2 separate regions of the Mus musculus genome follow, and region 2 is linked to region 1. The links are chromatin contacts, called in public promoter capture Hi-C maps. All regions are on one chromosome and are shown on one strand. Each heading gives the region's core, a stretch centred on a gene start, on an enhancer-like site or on the middle of the called end of the contact. The rest is flanking DNA. Distances are from core to core; before and after follow the strand shown. Region 1 holds the start of Ceacam18 (carcinoembryonic antigen-related cell adhesion molecule 18). Region 2 holds the start of Syt3 (synaptotagmin III).

Evidence for each region. Promoter capture Hi-C pulls out the DNA fragments that hold promoters and counts their contacts.
Region 2: a promoter capture Hi-C map of embryonic stem cells shows a contact between it and region 1, with 3 times the contacts expected there. The contact joins the promoter of Syt3 here to the promoter of Ceacam18 in region 1. A contact is called at or near these places in 1 of 39 promoter capture datasets (embryonic stem cells) and 1 of 9 other capture datasets (liver).

Annotation. Positions count from the first base shown.
Region 1 is chr7:43,631,792-43,637,132 of GRCm38.p6, reverse strand. Ceacam18 (carcinoembryonic antigen-related cell adhesion molecule 18) reads right to left here and starts at 2,394. Exons shown (of 6, transcript NM_028236.1): 1 at 2,318-2,394; 2 at 23-376. The coding sequence starts at 2,369.
Region 2 is chr7:44,381,288-44,386,628 of GRCm38.p6, reverse strand. It overlaps Syt3 (synaptotagmin III), which reads right to left and starts at 2,503. Exons shown (of 11, transcript NM_001114116.1): 1 at 2,453-2,503; 2 at 1,680-1,823; 3 at 508-673. The coding sequence starts at 658. It also overlaps a transcript of 1700008O03Rik not described here.

The sequences.
Region 1 (5,341 bases), core at 1,145-3,644:
ATTGGTTGCCATGCCAACTCACTTACGATCTGGAGCCAGCCAGTTGCTCTTTGGGTCTCGTTGCTAGTGTCCACTTCAACAGTATAGTAGCCTGTGTCATTTACCGCCGACATCCTCACCACCAGGCTACCTGCACGGGTCACATTCTCACGTCCACTGTACGAGGGTCCAGGGTGTCGGGTATTGGGAGGTTTATAGCTGAAAATCATGTTTTCTGTACTGTTGTCCTTGCCCCGATACCAGCTGTACTCCAGGACATCTTCTGGGACATTTTCTAAGGTCAGGATGGTCCGGTACTTCTCCACTCCTAAGAGTGAGTCTGGGCTGATGAAGATCTGACCAGAAGCCTGGCAGATCCCACAGGTCAGCAAACTGGCTGAGGAAACCAAAGAGGAGAGAGTGTGGGGGTGGGGAGGGTAAGGGAGATGAGGAAAGTGGGGGATGAGATGCAGGTAATGACTTTCACAGTTCTATAATTGTCAGAATTTGAGTCTTCAATGTCTCCCGTAGGCTCAAATTTTGAACACTTGGTCTTCTGCTAGTGGCACTATTTTGGGAGGCTGTGGCCTTTTGCAGACAAGGTCTTAGTGGTGGAAGCAGGCCACTAAACGGAAGCCTGCAGAGCTCATACCTAGCCTCTGGCTCCTACCCTGCTCTGTGTTCCTGTTATGTGCTATGTTGTGAACAGCCTCCACCCTACCTTGATGCTGCCACGAGCTGAACTGTTTCATCATGCCTCACTCCCACCCCAATCCACTAGAATGAACCATGAGCCAGCAAATCCTCCCTCTCCAGTTCCTGTCCAAAGTAACTCATACTGTAAATGAAGAAGTCCCAGTACAGCTGGCTCTAGAGCTGGCTTAGTGGTTAAGAGCACTCACTGCTCTGGCAGAGGACCTGGCTTTGGCCCCCAGCACCAGAGTGGGTGGCTTACAACAATTGTAACTCCAGCCCCGGGGTCTTTGGTGCCCTTTTCTGGCCCCCACAGGTACATGCATACATGTGGTGAACACAGATACACTCAAGCACACACATACATATACCTAGAATAAAATACATTGAGTTTCCAGTTGAGGACTGATTTCCCCCCAGTCCCAAGTCCTTGTCTTATCCACTCTCTTCTTATCTTCTCAGCCCCACCCACTTCCCTTTGCTACTGGCCTCCCCAATCCATCCTTCACACAATAGACATGTGCATCTCAATAAAACACAAGATGTGACCTTGCTTTCCTCAGTTCCGTAACCTTCTGTGTATGCTGGTCCCCATCTCCATACACAGATCTCTGCTCCACTCTCCCCATTTGCAGTCTACCTGAGAACTCATTTCTCCTTCATCCTTAGCTCTGATGTCTCCTGACCAGCCTGGGCCAGGTGTCTCTTCTGGGCTTCCTAGCATCGTAGGATCCCCTTACCCTAGCCTTGACTACTTAGACATTTAGTTTGAGGGCAGACCTGTGAGGTCCAGGCAGGCAGGGCTTGGCTGTGCCAGTTAACACTGGGTATATAGCTTTCATGACTATCTGGGGAATAAATGCAGGGAAGCCCCTCTCAGACTGTCTGGCACAGTCTGCAGATATGAATTCATTGAAGTGGATGTGGATAGGGTAGGACTTGCCACCACCTTAGACACAAACTGGTATCCCCTACTCTGTAATGCCTGAGGTTTGACTATGGGGGAGGTAAAGGTACCTGAGATCCCACTCCATACTGCAGGGCGAACACTGACATATTCAAGACCAGTATCTGTGCCTCCTAGCACATCACAGTAGCTGTGAGTATCAGGGAGCATAAAGAGTCCTGAAGAAGAAGGGGATTAGAAAGAGACCCAGGCTGGACAGGAAGAGAATCCAGATAGCTAGGGGAAGCCTAAGGAACACAAAGTGGTTGCAGGGAGGTAGGGGTCCAAGTTTACCACTTTACATGGCAGGTAGATGTGTGTGTGTGTGTGTGTGTGTGTGTGTGTGTGTGTGTGTGTGTGTGTGTGTGTGTTCTTGCTGTGGTTGTATGTATGCATATGTCTGAGTCTGTGTGTCTCATCTGTCTCTGTTTCTGTGTGTGTGTGTTCTTGCTGTGGTTGTGTGTATTATATGCATATGTCTGAGTCTGTGTGTCTCATCTGTCTATGTCTCTATGGGTGTGAGATATACCCTAGATGTATGTGCTCATGAGAGTCCTGGTGAGGGACCTGGCTCCAACCCTCTTCCTGCTGCTTCCATCATAAAGCTTCTGAGTTATGCCTCAACAGATCTGTTTCCTGCTCCTTCCGAGCTTCTCCCCTCCCCCCTAGGCTCAGAAAGCAGATTTTCTCCCCTCTTACCCACAAGGGTGAGCCACCTCCAGGGGCTAAAGCTAGGCCTAGAAAAGTCCATGGACTTCTTGGGTCCTCCAGAGCTCGGCAGGTTCTGCAATGTCCCTGCCCTGCCCTCCCCTCTTCGTGTGGCTCCTCCTAGAAAGGACTCTGCCCGGCAGTGAGGGCAGACCTACGGCTGCACGTCTTATCTTTATAGCTCTATGTCATCTTCCAGCTTTTGCTTATCTCATTTTTATACCTATTAATGTTTTTATGACTATGACACAAACAACACCAGCTTCTTGCTAGTTTTCAAAAACTGGGAAATACTAAAAAGCAGTTACAAAGACAAGAGCATCATGTGTCTTTTGGTTGTTTAATTTTTTTCCTCCAGTACTGGGGATTGAACACAGGACTTTGCATGCTAGGCAAAGGCTCTACCATTGAGCTATATTCCCAACCACAAACAGCATTTGTGTGTGTGTGTGTGACACACACGTGTAAGGTTAGAGGATATGAAGGAGTATGTGGGTCCTAGGGATTAAACTCAGGTCATCAGGTTTGGTGGCAAGGAGTTTGACAGCAAAAGACCATTACATTTTAACCTATGTCTCCTTTCCATTTTAGCTGGCATTCGTGTTCAGGGCTGTGATTAATCTTTTAATTGCTTTGTCTCGGTTTATGACTATGCTCTTTCTACAGAATAATTCCCCATGACACACTCCCTCATGTTCTTCACTGGGTCATTTTTAAAGACCTGTACTAACTCCATTCAAGTGAAACTTCATGAAGCCGCACACACACACGAGACACATCTGGCAATAAATCACTTTAGGATGGGTTTTCTCCCTTTAAAAGAAGGGAGCAGACAGTGCTCTCTCTGTGTGTCTAGTGGGGTTAAGTCCTAGGTGATTTTGACAATTTCCCAGGCTCCTCTACCCTCTTACTCTGTGATGCTCCTGTCTCCCACCTCCTGACCCAAGATGGCAGCTGATGCTTTGTCCCCGCATCACCGAGCAGGAAGTAGGAAGTCTCAGGAAGAACCCCCGAGTGAGGGACACTTTCTGACAGTGGCTCACAACACTTCTGCCTGTATCTCATGGCGGCACCCTTAACTGCAGGGAAAACTACTGGATGTAACTTACCTGTAGATGTCTGTCTCTACTGCCGAGCCACATGCACAGATTATGGAGACAGGATCTCCTATGATAGCCTTGTCTACCCTGAAACTTGTGAGTACCTTGTTTCTACTTCCTGGATTCGGGGATCACAGCTATGTGTTACCATCTCTAACTATATCTATAGTTTCTCATCAAAAGAACAAAAACACCACCATCCTCCCCAGGGCAAGGTCTTCCATTCAAACACTGATATCTGGAAATACTCTCATGGTCACACCCAGACATGTTTCATCCAAACACGTTCACACTGGCATACAGAGTTAACTGTTGCACTCAGGTGTCCCAAATTAGCTGAGCCAATCTCTTACCTACCATCATCAAACTCAAGGGCAGATGTTTACACTGCAGTGAATGAAGCAGAGCCACGACATTGCTCCTGTGGTGTGCAGAACCATGGACCAACAGACTCCTCTTCCTGGCTCATAAGAGAGCACCTTCTCAGTGGAATCTTTCATAAGGACACTAATTCAACACTGAGATTCTACCTTCTGGAGGCTCTCGCCTCTTAGTGCCATCATCATGGAAGTTAAGAATACAACATATTTTAGAGGAACTCAAATATTCAGGTCATTAAAAAAAAATAGAGCCTGGTGTGGTGGCACACACTGTAGTGAGAATTCTGGAATTTTGGTTTCTTTAAAAAAAGAGAAATATTATATGTTTTTGCTTTAATCCTGGGTGTGAGATGTAGAGCTGTTGCAGGATATTTGATCATACTGTGGACCCCAAGATTGTGTTATTTACTGAAAACACCTGTTTCTAGTTGTGGTGTGGCTCCGCCCTTAGCACCTACTTTTAATCCCTCTGCCTGGAACAGACACACCCTTAGTACACACACCTTTAATCCCAAACAATGAAGGTTAAGTTAGGTTGTAGAAGGAAGCACTCATGTTTGAAAGTGATGTCTAATTGAGTGGTAGAGAAAGTGATGCTTCCTTCTCTATGCTTTTGTCCTTTCTTTCTCTCTTACCTAATGTTAGAGTGTTGAGAGTGTAGAAAAAGGGTACAGAAGGGTGGAAGCAAGAAGAACCCACAAAGTAGCTAAAGACAGCTACACCATGCTTTTAATCCCAGCACTCAGGAGGCAGAGGCAGTTGGATCCCTGTGAGTTAGGGGGCAGATGTCAAGGTTCTCTACTCCTTCCTCAAGAGGGCTTCTAACATCTCTTTGGCCTCTGGCTCTGAGGTGTTTTTCTGTTCTCTGCAGATGATTTCTACCCCCCTGTAGGCCTGAGGTTTGCTCTCTCACAGCAGCTCCAGCCCCAGTGTCCATTCTCTTTGGTGATCCCTCATAGGAGCCAGAACCCACACACTTCCCACAATGCTGATGGCCCTGCACCAGGCAGATGCGTGGCCTTGGAAATAGGGGTTATAATGTCTGAGTCAAGCTGAGCCTCATCTCCTCACATGGGTCCTGACATGGAATTTATGGTTCCCCCATCAAAATATCAGAAACAGCAACCATTCAGTACCCTTGAGCACCAGTGATCACCCTACCATGCCTCGACTTTGTACTGTGTCTGTCTCTGGCAACTGATTCATACAAGGGTTAATACAGATACAACTTCAGTGGCCACAATCACACTGGCCCAGCACAAATTCCACCTTTATTCTGTGGATATTTGAATTTCACAAGAGATAATGGTCTTTCAGGAAGAAAAAAGAAACTTCAAATGAAATTATTGTCGCAGTCCCCATGTGCATGTAGCAGGTATGTTCCAAGCTCTGGGGGTTTGCAGGATCTGCACTGTGGGGGTGGTATGGGACCATGTCTTGAGACTAGGGAAGGGTCGAACAGCAGGGATTTACTGTATCCGGTTCTAATCCTGATTCTGCATGTCTCGTTCTCACTAGCCCTCATGTATATTCCA
Region 2 (5,341 bases), core at 1,254-3,753, 750 kb before region 1:
CTTTCTGGACTCTGCCTCACAACCAACACATCCTTTGGCTGACTTAGTCTGTAGCTTTTTGGTGTAATGAATTTTTCTAGAGCTAGCTATGGTGGTTCATATTTGTAATCCCAGCACCTGAGAGACTGAGGCAGGAGGGTTATTTTAAGTTTGAGACCAACCAGGCCTCCATAATGCTTTATCTGATCCCCAACTTCCTCCTCACCTCAAAAAAAAAAAAAAAGGATTCAATTCATGATTTCTGACAGGGATATTTCATGGCTGTAATTAGGAAGAGGTAGGCCTATGGGACAAAACTCTAAGGTCAGGGGTTAGATGGACCAAGCACACAGCTATTTCTCCCATTTCAGTGGTTTGGAGATAAAGCAAAGACAGAGGCAAGGCTCTCAATGGAGCTAGCCATAAAGGGAGTGAAAGCTGAGTGGCTCTGCTCTGACCTTCCCAAGTCTTTGCCCTTATGGAGTTGGGTAGCAGTCAGTGGCTAGTTGGGACAGCTGGGGTTCTGACCTGCATCCGGACCCCGGGGATATCCTCTGATCCGCAGTTCGTTGAACTCTTGACACCTATCATTGGTATCAGCATCTCGGACCCGTGCACAGAGGTCTGAGACCAGGATGAGCGCCCGCCGACAGAGGTCATCTTCATAGTCCCCAGACATAGTGGCCACGTGATCCTATACTTAAGAGTGGGGTGGGCAGAGCTGCAGAAAGAGACAGGGACAGGTGCAGGGAGAAGGAGGGAGAAGGTCTGGTAGGGAGGCAAAGGTCAGAAGGTGGTGGCTCGGGGACCAGGATTAGAGGATGAAAATGACAGATGTTATAGTCACTTCTTGGGGTCACCATCTAATGAGAGTGGTTAAGGAGCAAACGGATCAACAGAGCCACACCAAAAGGCAAGGTACTCTCAGACGAAAGGAATGTGCCCCCAAGGGGCCACAGACTGAAAGTCAGGATGGGTACTCTGAGACCCAAAGGAAGGTTGGAGGCAGCCATCAACAGTAGGCAGCCAGGCTGTGGCAGGTAAGAGCATTTTGGGCAGCTGCAACATCATTGGTGGGAGGCTTAGGGTGGGAAACTGCTGGAGGGTCAGAGGAAGGAGAGTCAGGTGTGTGGCAGAAACCCCGAGCTGAGAGAAGGGGAGCTAAGAGGACAGATAGAGATAAGAGGAAAGGACCAAGTGAAGTCGGGTAGCCAGGGAAAGATAGACACAGAATTCGGAGTATAGAGGTTCAGGACAGAGGCTGGGGAACAGCGTGTACTTCATTATATCCGAGACATGGTGCACACACAGAGAGAAGTGAAGCCAGGGAGGCAGGGGTGTGGGCAGAAATACCTTCCAATGAGACACAGGTAGATCAGAAGAGAGAGAGAAAAGATGCTGAATTCCAGGTTGGACAACCAGACAATGGCTGGAGACCTCAGATACAAGGCAAGAGAAGAGAGTTGGGAACACAGACAGACAGAAGCATGGTCAGTTTAAAAAAAAAAAAAAGGAGAACAGGAGAGAGAGGTGGAGGTGGGCGAGGAGGGAGTAACACAAGGTAAGGTTTGGAGCTAGACATTAGACATCGGTGGGAAAGAGCCCCCCCCCCCCCCGAGGGAAAGAACGAGGGCCAGACAGTCAAGAGAAGCCAGGCTGCTAAGGAAGACTGACTGCCATTTGGCCAGGGTCAGACTCACCTGTGCTTACCCCTGCCTTGTCCTGGGTGGCAGCCGAGGCGGCGGGGGGCGGTAGCCCATGGGGATTGCAGGGTGGACGAGCCTAGCCGCTGCGGACCGGTCTCCACGCTTGCCAGGTGGCAAGAAGGGGGGCTGGTGACTGATCTAGGGACCCAAATCGGGAGGGAAAAAATCAGCCCAAGCTTTGCATCTTGCCCGACTCGAAGTAGCTGCGCGACCCCAGATGACCCCGGTGAGGTCCAGCCGCCCCCTCCCACCTCCGTGCCCCCAGCAGCTAGTTAAAAGCTTAGGGACTACAACTCCCAGCTGGTCTTGCTGCTAGTGCTACTGCAGCTTTATCGCACCAGAGCTGCAAGGGCTGCTGGGAGTTGAAGTCCTCAATGCGTCTCCGGTCTGCAGAATATGGGATTTTTTGGGGGAGTGGTGCTGGAAGGGTTAAAATGTCAGGGTCCCAAGACGCTGCAGGAGAGGGGAAAGGAGTCCAAGATCTCCAGAGGTCACGTAGCTCTAATCACTTAGGGGTCATGAGATGGGTCACTAATCCCCATACTCTGGGGATGGGTGGGCAAGGGTGAAGTGCACCCAGGTGTATTGGAATCAAGATCCCCCTTTTTCCAGGGCCACGTGCCCCTCCCCTGGAGCGTCCAGCTGGCACTGCAGACTCAGCTCCCCAGCTCCAGATGCGCCCCTATTTGCACCGACCTCCGCGCCCCCACTTGGGGCCGCCCCCTTGGGATGAGGTTGGGGCGGGGGAGGGGGAGGGGCGGACTCACCGGAGCCCCGGCTGCTGCAGCCCGGAGCGCGCGCGCGCCCGCCTGCCCGCTGCCGCGGTGCCCGCCTGGCTCCTCCCCACCCCTGTCGCAGCTCCTCGGCTCCTCCCAAGCCCTTTCCCCCCCCCTCCCCCGCCAGCCCATGCAACCCAAAAGCCAAAATCCGTATGGCCCTAGTGTGCACCTCCCTGGACTCTGGTTGCAGTTTCGCCCCAGTTGAGAGGCCACCTGAGGGAACTAGAAGGTTAGGATTCAGAGGTCCCAGGCCACAAAAACTCCTTTCTCCAGGGAGCAAGATCTCAGGGTTTACAGCTGAGCAGGCTGGAATGAAAGCTGGCCACAGTAAGTCTCATATTTTAGGTAGAGCCACAGGCACTGGATTTGAATCCTGCCCTAGTCCCCTTGAGACTCTTAGCATCCCAGATCCCGATGTCCAGCACAATACAATGAAATTATCTCCTAAGGGATGTAGTTTGAGAAACCAGTCAGTGTGCATCAAAAACACTGGCACCAAGTGGGTGCTTAATGACTACTTACAGGCACAGAGCATCCGGTTTTTACCACATTAATAGCAGCTAATGAAAATTGCCACTCACCATTACCAATGTTAGGAGTTAAGAGCTTTGAAGATGGCTTCTCATGGAATATTCACTTTGGTATAAGGATGAATGCAATCAAGGTATTCCCATTTCACAGAACAATTGAGGCCCGTGGAGATTCAATTCCTCCCACGAGGTCCTGATCTACACAAAAGCAGCCCAGAGGGGTGGCTTGGAAGTTAGTGTCTCACTCAATTGCTATTGTCCTCCCGCCAGCCAGTTATACAAAATAAACACAGCTTCCAAGGCCTGATGGCAGAGACCTTTCATCCCAGTTGCTCTGGATGGGGAGGGAAGAGGATAGAAAGTTCCAGGTCAACCTGGGCTACGGATGAGTTCAAGACCAGCCTCTGCAGATTGAGTGAGACCCTGTCCAAAAATAAGAGAGAGCTGGGGATGTAGTGCAGCAGTAGAAGCCCTGTCTAGAATCCTCCAGTGAGGAGCTGGGGGCATTGATGAGAAGTGGAGCCTTTGTCTAGTAGAATCTCCCAGGAAAGCAAAGCGCTTGGTCTGATAGCCTAAAAAACCAGTGTTTGCTTGGCATATCTGAGACTCTGGGTTCAAAGCAACTCTTCCCCTTGTAGCGTATGCATGCAATTTGCAGTTGTTATATATCAGAAGCCTCCGAAAAAGATAGCTGGCTCCATCCAGGGTCCATGTTTATGCTGCTAGCATCTTCTCACAGGAGTCTGAGGAAGCATGCACGGGGGCCTGGCCACCAAAGGTGCGGCGAACGGCCTTAGTGGCTAGTCAGCTCCATGCCAGCCATGGAGCTCAGCCTGACCAGGCGGTGACACACACTCAGAAATGTGCACACAGATGGGCTTGCCAGCTTCACGTGACACATCTTCAAAGAAACACTGTGAGTCTGAGGCAGCTCAGATGCTGCGAGGCAGCTGCAGCAAGAACCAGCCATCTGTGCGACTCGGGAAAATGCATGCGTGTTTAATGCCAGCTCAGCACACTGTATGACTTCCGCTGGGTTAGTTCCTAACTGCCTTACTTTTTCTCTTTAAAAATGAGGACGATTTTTAAATTAACAAACAACGAACAAACAAAAGTTTGGACACTAGGCTTTACTCTGAAGTCCAAACCAGATGAGAACTAGTAATCCTCCTGCCTCTGCTTTCTGAGTGCTAGTACTGCTGGCTGGTACCACTACACCCCACTAAGATGATGATAATTGGTACACACGTGTGCATGTATGTGCATGTATGTGCGTGCGAATGCATGCACATGCGATGTACAGGTATCAGGGTGTCATCTGTCTCAGTTTTTGGCTGGCTTGTGAGATCCATGGATCTATCTGCTTCTACCTCCCAGAGAGGAAATTAAAGTGGGGGCTTGCCACCACACCTGGCTTTTTATGTTGTTCTGGGGTACAACTCATAACATGTTTGCTCAGTAAGCACTTTACTGATGAGTTTTCTCCCGGGCCTGAAAATGATAATTTAGAAATAAAAATCAGATATTGCACCATTATTTCGAAGATTAAATTAAATTATCCTGAGCTCAGTTGCAGAGCACCTGTCTAGTGCTCCTTGGGGAGGGGCTGGTGGTGGCATCCGGTGGCAGAAGCCTGCGAGGGGAGGGGCTCGGCGGTAGAGCTGCGATGCTTGCCATCAGTTAGTGTTTGGTGCTGCCGTAACTGGTGCTTATGGTGTTCATTAGATCCTTAGCTGCATGTGACAAATGAGAGAAAGGAAGAGCGTCCTCGAAGGCAAGGCCTCACGTAGATGGGAAATGACTGAGGTGGCTTGAAAGTCCCTTTGGGTATTGTTGGGGTAACCTTCCTTTACATTGTTGGAAGGCGTGCCCCTGTGTTTTCAATGGTTAATCCTGTACTAAGAGCTACGCGGGCAGGGTTTTGGTGGTGCCATTGCTATGCCCATGCTTCTCTATATGATATGCTTGTCATTCCTCATCTGCCCAAAAGAGGCGGATCCGGCAGTCCTTATCGCCTAAAGGCAAACCCTAAGGGATGGTCAGGTGTTGTCTTGCTGCTGATCAGTTCAGGCTGAAATATGGTTTTTGTATAATAAAGAGCTGATGGCCAGACCTGGGTCAGGAAGTATGGAGCTGGGACTTCCAGGCAGATAGAGATAGAGATAGAGATAGAGATAGAGATAGAGAGAGAGAGAGAGAGAGAGAGAGAGAGAGAGATAGAGAGAGAGATAGAGATAGAGATAGAGATAGAGATAGAGATAGAGATAGAGATAGAGATAGAGATAAAGAGATAGATAGAAGATGTGGTAAACTCAAAGAGAGACAGAGGGAGGAAGACACTGAAGGA